Regions from separate parts of the Triticum aestivum genome. Here region 2 is linked to region 1. A link is a contact called in public Hi-C data. All regions are on one chromosome and are shown on one strand. Each heading gives the region's core, a stretch centred on a gene start, on an enhancer-like site or on the middle of the called end of the contact. The rest is flanking DNA. Distances are from core to core; before and after follow the strand shown. Region 1 holds the start of LOC123098168 (homeobox-leucine zipper protein HOX19). Region 2 holds the start of LOC123098169 (branched-chain-amino-acid aminotransferase 2, chloroplastic).

Evidence for each region. A called contact is a pair of places that touch in the nucleus more often than the background predicts.
Region 2: a Hi-C map of leaf shows a contact between it and region 1, with 5 times the contacts expected there. The contact joins the promoter of LOC123098169 here to the promoter of LOC123098168 in region 1. A contact is called at or near these places in 3 of 5 Hi-C or Micro-C datasets (leaf and an unstated tissue).

Annotation. Positions count from the first base shown.
Region 1 is chr4D:398,586,440-398,592,677 of IWGSC CS RefSeq v2.1, forward strand. LOC123098168 (homeobox-leucine zipper protein HOX19) reads left to right here and starts at 2,280. Exons shown (of 3, transcript XM_044520066.1): 1 at 2,280-2,900; 2 at 3,158-3,237; 3 at 3,542-4,490. The coding sequence starts at 2,508. The coding sequence ends at 3,893.
Region 2 is chr4D:398,819,839-398,826,076 of IWGSC CS RefSeq v2.1, forward strand. LOC123098169 (branched-chain-amino-acid aminotransferase 2, chloroplastic) reads left to right here and starts at 2,235. Exons shown (of 7, transcript XM_044520067.1): 1 at 2,235-2,510; 2 at 2,739-2,812; 3 at 2,991-3,351; 4 at 3,470-3,700; 5 at 3,788-4,000; 6 at 4,098-4,210; 7 at 4,317-4,818. The coding sequence starts at 2,418. The coding sequence ends at 4,431.

The DNA.
Region 1 (6,238 bases), core at 1,030-3,529:
GCTCATGCATTTTGGAGATGGTTTTTGCGGTTGGCAGTGGACATCGTCGTCCGGTTCCCACAGTTATTTGGTTTATTACGATTTGACCGCTAACAGCAATCGTACACAGTTTGGTTAACGGCGGGTGGTTGGTCGTCACGAGTCTGATCATTGCGCCCTAACTGATCACTGAAAGAGAACCCCATTTCATGGTACTACTCTTTAAGTTCTTAACAATAACACATCTCATCATGCACCCCATCCCTCTATCAGATTGTAGGAGGAGCAGCTGGCCACATCGAAATTCATTGTCAAAAGTGGGGGAATATGAGCGGCTAGCGCCCAAAGCAACCTCTCCCAGAAAGAAATCCCGGACTGATCGAGGCACCGATATCCAGCAGAGTGATAGGCCCCACGTCACCTGCTTTTTCCCCCTGTGAGCCAGACACTGTGGCCCATGGTCCGTCCGATTAAGCGCCCCCCGCAATTCTTCTCCTGCCTATGCAAATGCCAGGCAATGGGAGGGAAGTACCCCCATCCAAATGCAACGGCAACTCACTCATTTCCCCCATGCACAGAGTATGCATGCAGCATGAAGCCATGGAGGTCGAGGAGAGGGAAAGAGAACACCCGCCAACATCTCATGTGTGGCCGTCAAGGATCGATGGCAATCAATGTGCAGTGACCCGGTGTCCTTCAGGTTTCAATCATTCAAAGGAGAATCCGACTTGTGTGGCGTGCAACAGCGAACTGATCATGGTGCAATCCTGATGGTTTTGACGCTTCTCACGCATGCATTACGTAGGCATGCGAGGTGCATGCGGGCGTATCCTAATTTGTACACGATGATGGTATATCGACCATGAATGTCGTTCGCGATGCTGGTCCACGCCATTGCTGCCTAAACTATAATAAACTGCGTTTGATCATAATTTCAAACCGCGAGTTTCTAACTCCCCTCTACTACTGTACATGCCATGGCAGGCCATGTGATGATGTGCAACGCACAAAAAGGAACGTAAACCAACCAAGAAAACAGTGGAAGCGCCAGTAGAATCGAGGAAGAAAGTCCTGCCACAATTAATTCTCCCCAGCCTAGTTAGCGGCGACGCCCTGGTTAGCAAGCAAGAGGCGAGAATGACGGATGGACGGATGCAATCTGAACTCACTCACTCCAGGCCTATCATTGAGAAAGATGTCACAGGATGAGGCAGCAGCCCTGCCCCACACCGCGCAAAAGAGGCCAGTTTCCGGTCCAGGGGCGCGCTCATGTCCTATGTGGAAAGCAAGAAGGTGGCGAGGGAAAGGCCGGGAGCCAACAAGACCTAGCTAGCTACATGGAATTGGGAGGGTAGCCAGGTTGCAGAAAAAGTCCATACCAGTAGTAGCACTTGATGGCGATCAAGGAAAGTAAGCAGGGATCGGGAAGAAACGAAACCACCAGGCAAGCAGGCACACCAGGCCGGGCCGGCCAACCACACGTCTAGTAAATGAGCACATACGTAGGGAAGGGAAGGGAAGGTGGTTCATATGGTTGGGTGGGTGCATGATGAGTCGTAATATTTGTGCCACAAGCGCATCCATCTCCACCACAATCATTTGTGCAAATACCTAACAATTATCGAGCCATGCATGCATGATCATCATGTGAAATATACTTGTACTAGAACCAAAGCGGGAGGTCCGTACCTGAACGGATGAGTCTATTATATCTATACACGTACGTGCGTACCTAACTGATCTAGAACGCGCCCACCCTCGGTGAACAGAACAGTAGTAGCAGCAAGCAAAAAAGAAACGGAGGATCTGCTGCATGTCTCACCTTTTGTAACGCCTACATGCATGCGTGTGGGCACAAGGGGCCGAGCGAGCGAGGCTGATGTGTGCGTGCGGCTTCTAATATTGCCGGCCCCTTTACACACGCGCGTCCACGCGGCACCCCTAATCATCCATCCATACCAGCAGCACGAGAAAAACCTAAAAGAAAAACCCGACTTTTGAGCAGCAGCGATGGCTGGCTGCTGAGAACGGGATGAAAAATATGCACATCTGTAGGAGGGAACACGCCCAGAGAGAGGGAGGGAGACGGAGGGCGCAGCACGGCACTCTGGTCTGTGGAGTCTGGACCCTCCCGGCGCGAGGGGTCGATCTCCCTGCTGCCTGTGCTGGGCTTGTCAAACATTCGCAAGTGTCGAGTGCGCGTGCGCGTACGCCCGTGTGATGTGGGTTTGCATCGCCTTGTCCCCCCCGGGCGGCTCCACACCTCCCTCCCTCGCTCCTCTTCCTCCTCAAATATTCTCAACCCCTCGGCCTCAACCAATTCATTCCCCTCACTCATTCCTTCCTTCCTCCCCTCCCCTCCCCTCTCCTCTCCTCACCTCTACTACACAGACGCGTGAATACACTTCCGCGGCACCCTGCAAGAACTGCGAGAGGATTCAAGTCGGCGCAGATAGACAAGATAGTTTGCTGGTTCTTGGGTCAAGCTAGCTAGAGACCATTGGCTCTGCCGATTTGTGCGCCACGCCATGTCGCAGGAGGAGGTCCACGACGCCGGCCTGGCGCTGGGCCTGTCCCTGGGCGGCGGGGGCGGAGGCGGAGGCGACGGGCCGTCGTCGGCGCACCGCAGCAGCAACAGCGGCCGGCTGACCCTGTGGGAGGCGGAGCCGTCGCTGACCCTCAGCATGCCGGACGACACCACCATGACCGGCACCGCGTCCGGCGGCGTGTCGTCCATGTCGGTGGGGGGCGCGGTGAAGAGGGAGCGGGCCGAGGAGGCGGACCTGGGCGAGATGGTATCGTCCACGGCGGTGGGCGCCGAGGAGGACGACGACGGCAGCACGCGGAAGAAGCTGAGGCTGACCAAGGAGCAGTCCGCCCTCCTGGAGGACCGCTTCAAGGAGCACAGCACCCTCAACCCGGTACGTACGTTCGTACGTACGCATGCGTACTAGTCACGTTCGAATCGATTCACCGCTACTGATAGATGGCCGCGGATACCTAACATGCATCATCTTTCATCTGTTGAGATCTTCTTCTCTATTTATGCATGCGCGTACGCATGCCTCCTCAAATCTGGTTTTTACTTTCTTGATCCATAGTATGAGCTGCTGAATCAAAAATAAAAATGTGTTACTGAACTTTTTTTCCTTTGTGTGTCCTTTTTGGATTTGAGCAGAAGCAGAAAGTGGCTTTAGCCAAGCAATTAAACCTCAGGCCAAGGCAGGTGGAAGTCTGGTTCCAGAACAGAAGAGCCAGGTTAGGAGCCTTGTATTATACACGAGTATATGTCTATATGATATTGGCACCCCAGCTTACGGTCTCCTGCTAGAGCTGACTTGAAACAATTAATCCTTGTATTATACACCTCTTCATCTTTCTCAAAAAAAAAAACACACGGGCAATCATTTTGTGTGTTGCACTCCCATCTCAATTCATTTTGTTTTACGTCCATGCATGCATGAAAAATTAGCGAGACCTCTCCCTAAAATTACGGGTCGTTTCAGTTGTGTTGGTGAACTTTTTGTAAAACTAACGTTGGATCCCGTTCACGTGCATGCAGGACGAAGCTGAAGCAGACGGAGGTGGACTGCGAGTTCCTGAAGCGCTGCTGCGAGACGCTCACCGAGGAGAACCGCCGGCTGCAGCGGGAGCTGCAGGAGCTCCGCACCATCAAGTTCGCCCCGCCGCCACCGCCCAACAACGCCAGCCAACACCCCGGGACGCCGTCCTCCGCCGCGGCCCCGCCGGCGCCGTTCTACATGCAGCTGCCGGCCGCCACGCTGACCATCTGCCCGTCCTGCGAACGCCTGGGCGGAACCGCCGCCACCGCCGCCGGCAAGGTCGACCCCGACAGGCCCAAGGCTGCCACCCACCACTTCTTCAACCCCTTCACCCACTCCGCCGCCTGCTGATCGATCTGCGCTCCGCCGACCGCACGTACGTACATACACGACGCTCATCAACATCGACCTGCACCACCGCCATAGCTAGCTAGCTAGCTACAAGTAAGTAGCAGTGGCTGCCATAGCTAATACCTCACGTCGCAAGTAACATATGATCCTTGCAGCCAGCCAGCTGCAGGACATGGACATGGACACGATCCTCCTACTTTTGCCATTTCTTGGTCTGGGGGTTTAGTCCCGAATCTTGTTCAGTTTAGCTAATCCATCCATCCATCAATCATAGGCGCAATCCATAGACGATAGGTAGTCAAACAGCCACCTGTAGTAGGCAGTAGCTAGTACTCGAAGCGGCCGGCCATTGTATATTCTTGTGCATGCATGTAACCGTGGACCTCTCCTTTTGGTTGGCTTCTCTGCCTTTTTGTGTTCAAAAGCTGATCATCGGAGAGGAGATAATAGACTAAGCCGCCGCTGTGATGAACTAATTCCTAGTCGTGTCAGGCAGTGTTTGGATGATGACATGAGAGAGGCTCTCCCTGTCGGGTGCGTACGTGTGTAATGTGTATACCTTTCTGACTTTTTCTATATGCATATACGTTTCAATGATTGTGCCTGTCGGGCCTTAAACTTTACTTTGCCTCCCTGTTGCTTTCGCCTTTGCTGGTTCATTTAATTGTTAATGGGAAAGCTTAGCCTCTCTTCTGCTCTTGCTTAACCATCTGTTCAGTTATGTTAATTGCACCGTTGTAAGTTGTAACCTCTACCTGGTTAACCAGGCCAATTTTCACACGACCACTCCGATTTGACTAGAAAGAAGCTCGGGGTATTGCCTGGTAATTAGTGACGTGCGGTTTCTGCTTCATCGTCCATCAGAGGTCGTTTTCAGTTAGATCGTTGAGTAATTACCTGGTAACCAGAAAATAAGTCCTAGGACTTTTTTTAGTCCCAACTTATAAGTCCCAAGTCCCTACCTATTTGGTTCCTAAGACTTAACATGGACTAAAAGACCATATTACAACTTTAAGTCCCTATAAGTCCCTCCTTGAAAGTCTTATTTCATAAGTCCCAAATGCCCGCTTTAAATCCCTATAAGTCCCTCCTGTTTGGTTTAGATGGGACTTAAAGGGACTTTTTTAAGTCCCTACATCAATAAGTCCATTGTAACCAAACACCCTCTAAATCATGACTCTTGATCTTCTGCATTGATCACTTTGTGTACGTACGGATTGTGCGAGCGACGGCATTGCAAGACGTGACAGATAAAAGGAGGGCACTCATAAAACTATTTTTTAACGCAGTACAGACGCAAACGCTCGTATATATGCACATACACTCACCTCTATAAACGCACACACGCACACCCTACCACTATGAGCAGAGACTGAGGCAGCATATCATCTTGAGATTTTACGAAGTCATCATAGGCGCCTCACAGTCGACAGGAATGTCTCCTCCCACTGAACGTGCATAGCCGAAAATCCTGAAATAAATCTAGGATAAATGCGAGCACCAGGGCTTGGACCCTGGTGAGCTGGGAATATCACGGTTCACCTAACCATCCAACCACAGGTTGGTTCGCGGCACTCATAAAACGGTTGCCTCAAATCTTCTTTGCTCTTCCATTTCGAAAAAAAAAACTTTTATGCTCTCTCACTCGATTTGTCCCAATCAGGTCTGTCGGCCGCCCGACCATCTTCCTCCTCGTATCCCTTCCTTCTCATCCAATCCGCCGCTCGCCACCCGTGTGTCGTCCTCCAATTCAGGCCTAGCTGTCGGCCTCCGCCTCGCTGCCACAACCTACCCGAGTCGCCACTTCCACCGTGCTATCGTCATCCTGTCCATCCCGCTAAACCCATCCCCATTCTTCTCCAGTGTCGGCGGCCACCCCGTATCAGTATTCGAGCCATCGTGCCTCCACCTTGCTTTCCCTCTGCGACGCCACAACCAACTTCATGGTCTCTGGCTCCGGCTCGTTCTTGCTGAGCCCTCGCAGCATGTCACGACATTCTCGTTCCGGCTTGGGCGATGACTTTTCTGTCAATCTCCTATCAAAAATTGGCAGAACAAAATTTTACAATTGAAGGATTAGCAAATCCGCATAAATGGGAGTTCGATCGGCACGTGGTACGGTAGCAAGCCGAGTAAGAGTAGTTCGGCCGATGCAAGGCATATGCAACAACAACCTTCTTATTGATCAGGGACAACGTCCTTCCTACCTCGCTCCACCGGCGAGGCCATGGCTTCTCTCCCCATCCAGCCGTAGCTCCGCTGACCCACGAAGAGGGGTGGCGGCTCTTTGCTTTGGACGTATTTGGGGTTAGATTTAGTGTTGTCCCTACGGAGTTTTAATGGTG
Region 2 (6,238 bases), core at 985-3,484, 230 kb after region 1:
GTCGATGAACGCATGTGCGCCTTGGATGTAGGATGAGGCCAAAATCTTGACCCGCGGTATTCATTTCTGCACAAACGGTCGTCGACTTGCGGTCAAAGTACTTGAGGGTCGGGTAGGCGAGCGCCACCGTCGACTGATTTTGCCTTATGGCGCACATCGTCCTCAACCCATTCAGGGAAGTCTCACGCCCTCTCCTAGCACTCTCTCTCGGTGCGGTCCTCTTCGGTCTTGCCAGGGAAAGGTCCATGTGGCCGCACCGACATGGTAACGGTGGAAGAGAGAATGAGGGGTGGTGGCCGACAAAGGGAGACGATGGGATGAGTGTGCCGATGTCGTGGAAGAGGGTGGATGTGGTGGTGTCGAGATGGGGGTTTATATACCCGCAAATGGGTGCGCTTGGGTGGGAAACGAGGGGAGGGGGATTCGCCATGTGCGGGTGGGAAACAAGTGCGAAATGCAGCGACGATCATTAATTAACGCTCTTCCTAGTGGATAAACGGATATTCGCAGGGACGGAAGCGGCAATTGTACGTACGGGCCATTGATGGGGTTGTGCGGGGGACTAAGAGGTTGTGCTAAAACTTCACCGCGCGAGCAATCGTGGATGGAGGTCCTTCCATATCAACGCCCCCAGCCTCCAAATGTGAAGGCTCGCGGACTGAACATGGAGCACGCTCCATAAATTATGCAGGACGATAAGCGGACGACGACTTTGTTAGAGTTACACTTCCTACCAAAATGACCATATCGACAAGTTACGATATCAATCAGAATGATATACCACTAAAAAGATCAGACTGATACAACGACAATGCTAGAATTGCTAGGGCCATGGGGCATGGTGAATCCCGGCACTTGTCGGCCGGCAGGAGGGCACCATTTTTAGATGTTTCTTTGAGCTTAGTTAGGGTTTGTGTCCTGCTCAGGAAGACGAGACGACGACGGCTCCCTGAAGATGGAATAAGGTTCTCCCCGCTCATGTCGGTGGTGTGTCTAGCATCATCGGATGGCGTGTGGATGTCTGTCTCTGGCATATCTCGCAGGATTCGGTCAGGGGTTGTCTTCGGTGGATCTGCTCAGATACGGTCTTCAATCATCTACCTTCATGCGTCTTCTGGTTGGATCCTTCCGATCTATATTTATCTTCATCGGCGGTGGTTGTTGTTCTGGTACGCTGGTCCTATGGGGCCTTGACACGACGACTTCCCGACTATCTACTATAACAAGTTATGCCCGCCTCCGACAAGGGAGGGGCGGTGACGACAGCGCGCCTTCGGCTCACTTCAATTCTTGTAATTGTCGCTAGGTGGTCTATGGATTTGACTGTATTTTTTTATTATTTCTGGTGTTCATTGTATTGCCATAATATTATAGACGTATAGATTGGATAATGGCGTTTTGGAGGCCGAGCTCCATGGAGGCCTTTATTTTTGAAAAAATCAAATTCAAACTTTTATGTTTCAAAAAATTCTGAAAAAATATGCATGTATGTAAGGATGTAACCCACATGTGTGTAAAATTTCATGATGAAATACATTGAAATGCAACATGTACAAAAAAGACAAATTCATGGTCTGGGAGGATGAATAGTATCATGTGTTAAACAACCCCAGATTTGTCTTTTTTGCACAGCCCTCATTTCAACATGTTTGCCCTGAAAATTTACACACATGTGTGTTATGCCTTCATGTATACCAGTAAAAAAATTTAGAATTTTTTGAAATGTAAAAAAATATGAATTTCGATGAAATTTGAATTTTGAATATGGAGGCCTCCAGTGAGCTCGGTCACCAAAGGCAATTTCCGTATAGATTGGAAGTTTTTTTGGAAAAAAAAAAAGCTTGGCAGACGCCATCACGCCTTACACGCGGCAGAGCAGCGCGACTACGACTTCCTCGTTCCCAGGAGGTGCCGTGCCAGGCGCGGCTGTACTCTGTCACTGCCTCGCGGGGTCCACTCAGTGCCTGGGCCCACGGGTCAATTGCCATCTCCGTCGATGGTTTTGTCTCGATCCAGGAAAAGCAAGTTTGCTGCTCCTAGAGCTTTGGCGCACGCTCGATCCCCCGTAACAGGAGTCCCGTAACAGGGCACAGTCTTTGTCAAACATTGCCAAATATCTTTGCCAAACATTACCGTATCCTGCTAATGCATGTGTTAATTCGCCATAAAAAACCAATGCATGTGTTTCCTAAACCAATGCATGTGGCCTTCTATAAGGGTAGGATACAGCAGGGCAAATCGAACACTTGCCAAATTCTCCACGACCTATATAGAAACCTCTTTACGAACACTTGCCATTTTAACCCACTGCCACTGGTATAGGTGCCGACGTGCTGTGCTCGCTTGCAAACCATTGCTCTCTTGAACAACTTTGGCGAGCGATCCAGCTAGCGGGCCGGCCGGACGTGCGTGCGTGCATGGACGTGCTGTCGTCTGCGAAGCGCGCCCTCCCGTGGGGCCGCACCTCGGCCGGCGGGGTCATCGGCGGCCTCCGAGCTCTACTCGGGACGGTGCGTACCCGCGCGCTTCTCGTGCTTTTGCAGTTGAGATCCCCGTCTACAAAGCATGGCCGCCGGGCCTGGCGCTTTTACTCTTCTTGTTTCCGTTGCGGAGAAGAGCATTTTCCCGTCTACTAAGATTTATCCATGGCCACGATGCTCTCCCGTCCCGCCTCCATGAGGATGAGGATGACGATGAGGTCGATCGGAACTCACAGTAGGCGCCTTCTCGGTGTGCAGGACGGAGGCGGCGGCCGCTCTCTTCTCCCGTCCCGGTGGAAGTCGTCGCAGCCGCAGCTGGACCCCGTCGACAGGTGCGTGAGTGACATGCAGCAGGTTCATCGTAAATTACTTTCCGTGGTTGGTTTCGATTCGTTCGCAGTTCGATCGCCAATGGCTTTTACCATTTTGTGCCGTTCGTCGCACTCAAACTCAATGCTTGTGCCGTCGCCACCGGGGCATCCGTGTGCGGTTTGGCTTGGCTGCATGCAGGTCCGACGAGGAGGGCGGCGGCGACATCGACTGGGACAACCTCGGCTTCGGGCTGACCCCGACCGACTACATGTACGTCATGCGGTGCACGCAGGAGGAGGGCGGCTTCTCCCGCGGCGAGCTCGCCCGCTACGGCAACATCGAGCTCAGCCCCTCCTCCGGCGTCCTCAACTACGGGCAGGGGCTGTTCGAGGGGCTCAAGGCGTACCGGAGGGCGGACGGGCCCGGGTACACGCTGTTCCGGCCGGAGGAGAACGCGCGGCGGATGCAGCACGGCGCCGGGCGCATGTGCATGCCTTCCCCGTCCGTCGAGCAGTTCGTGCACGCCGTCAAGCAGACCGTCCTCGCCAACAAGCGCTGGGTACGTGGTCAGCATCGATTTGTTCCTTTATTCACGTGACGTGAGTGCACGCCATGCTCATGAGCCCTCCATGGCTGACCTCCGCACTGCAACCACCCCTCGCGTACGTTGGTTTCAGGTGCCACCGCAAGGAAAGGGAGCGCTGTACCTCAGGCCGCTGCTCATCGGGAGCGGGGCGATCCTCGGGCTGGCGCCGGCGCCCGAGTACACCTTCATGATCTACGCCGCGCCCGTGGGCACATATTTCAAGGAAGGCATGGCGGCGATAAACCTGCTGGTCGAGGAGGAGATCCACCGCGCCATGCCGGGCGGCACCGGCGGGGTCAAGACCATCTCCAACTACGCGCCGGTGAAAATCCTTTAGCCGGTAACTTCTTCTTCAGGTGAATTTCCAGAAAATGTGACTGACCGACCGGTGTTTTTATCCCATCGTCAGGTGCTCAAGGCGCAGATGGACGCGAGGAGCAAGGGGTTCGCGGACGTGCTGTACCTGGACTCGGTCCACAAGAGGTACGTGGAGGAGGCCTCCTCCTGCAACCTCTTCGTCGTGAAGGGCGGCGCCGTCGCGACGCCGGCGACGGCGGGGACCATCCTGCCGGGGGTCACGCGCAGGAGCATCATCGAGCTCGCCCGAGACAGCGGCTACCAGGTCGATCGATCACTCCACTCCACTCCGCCGCTACTGTCCATCACCCAACTGTGCCGATGACAACGAACTGAAGCTTGTGTTGTGTGCTGTCGAGCAGGTGGAAGAGCGCCTCGTCTCCATCGACGATCTGATCAGTGCAGACGAAGTGTTCTGCACGGGAACGGCCGTCGGCGTCACCCCGGTGTCCACCATCACCTACCAAGGGACAAGGTAAGTCGATCTCATGCAACTCGTCCGCTGAGCCGGGGCAAAAAGATCCAAGATGTCTGCGCGATTCAGTGCTGAGATGTGTACTGATTTTTGGGCGTGCGTGCAGGTACGAGTTCAGGACCGGAGAAGACACGCTGTCGAAGAAGCTGTACACGACTCTGACGTCGATCCAGATGGGCCTGGCGGAGGACAAGAAAGGATGGACGGTTGCGGTTGATTGATTAGGATAACAGCGTGGGCGCATGCGGCGCCGGAAGCATTCATCAGCATTTCTTATCATGTCTTGCCAATGTGAATAATAATAGTCATGGTGATGATATCTCGGGGATGTCTCGGCCCCCAAGGGCGATGGTCTCTCTGATGCTACTGGTTTCTTGGAAAATATGGAAAGAGAGAAATGCACGGGTGTTCCGTAACAACGCAGTTCGTCATGGGTGTTCTTGTTGCTCGAACTAAAGAGGAAGCTTCTCTGTGGTGTGGTGCCTAGCCGGGGTGAAATTTTTGTGTAATATTATGCCGCAAGAGTGAGGCTTGTAATTCGGCCCGAGGCCTAGACTCTAAAAAACTTTTTATTCAATGAAAATGGTAAGCCTTTTGCCTTGTTTTTATTTTAAATGATGATGATATCTCGTGTTAGAAGATACGTATCCCAGTCTTCAGCGAGTTCAAATTTGAGCACGGAAAAAAGGCCAATGTTGATCCTGCTTGACACTTACGAATTTGCCAAATACTCCTTTCGTTCTTAAATATTTATCATTTTAGAGATTTTAAATGGACTGCCACATGTAGTCACTTGTTGAAATCTTCAGAAAGACAAATATTTAGCAACGGAGAGAGTAGATCCTTTTCATTAGCAAGTTCAAATTTGGGCACGCAAAGTAGCTAACGTTGATCCTGACTGACACCAACCATTTGCCAAATAGATCGTTTTCATGCATGACAACCTGGCAGTCGCATCGAAGTTACAGTTACAGAGACATTGCATGGAGACTCGATGTATTTTCATAGTTTGATACGTTCACGTTGTTGCTCTCTGACAATTTACAGAGACCAACAAGTGTGGTTTTTCTGGTGGCGCAGCAGGCCAAACAACAAGCAAACAACGGCACGATGCGGCACATGCCACATGGTAGGCAGGAAAGAAACGTATGCCAAAGTGCAAGTAGTCCATTTTTCTTAGGCTCCACGTACGCATTGCCAATCCAGACCCAACAAGCACGTTTACGGGATTTTTCTTCTTTTTTAAATCGTGGGAGGAACTCAATACGAAAACAGCACGGATCTGTCTTTTTGTTCAGCAGATCTGATCTGATCTGATCTGATCGGGGGACAGGATGATGTGTCAGCCAAGTTGTCGCAGTGCAGTGTGTGGTATCACCCATCTCCAGCGACAAATTGATCAAACGTCCCCGCATGCTGCTCTCGAAGCAGGATAGGATCACCTATTCCTCATTCTTCGCAATCATGCTTTGCATGATTACACAACTTGTCATCGTCTCCCACAATGTCGTCGGATCTCAAAATGACCTCTGGAGATTCTTAGCAAGTGTGCAAACAACGGCAAAAATCAGGCATGAAGCACTCAAAATGACCTCTCCACATCCTTCCTAGCACCTTCTTGTCTTGCAGCAAAGTAAAAAAATTTGTTACCTCTGGAGATGGTCTTGACAAAGGTAATACGATTGCAACGATACTACCCTATGTTGTACCCATGTCCATTGATTTTATAGTTGCATGCAAGAGCTTCATCCACACACAACCTTGCAAACAATAGACTACTCCAGCACGTTCATGTCATTGTGAAACCCTAGCATGTCAAAGAAAGAGTATCAAATCCAATGATCTTGTGATGAAACTGCTTCAAGAATGATAATGAGCTTTTCCTTTGCTGAGCATATGGGCAGTTTTTACATTTTTATGCAATCCATGGATTCGAGCACACCTGAAACCACAGGCGAAGCTTCAGCAAGGCTGAAAGGGCCATGGCCCGCCCTGGGCTGGAGCAAAAAAGGGTTCTACATGAAGTTC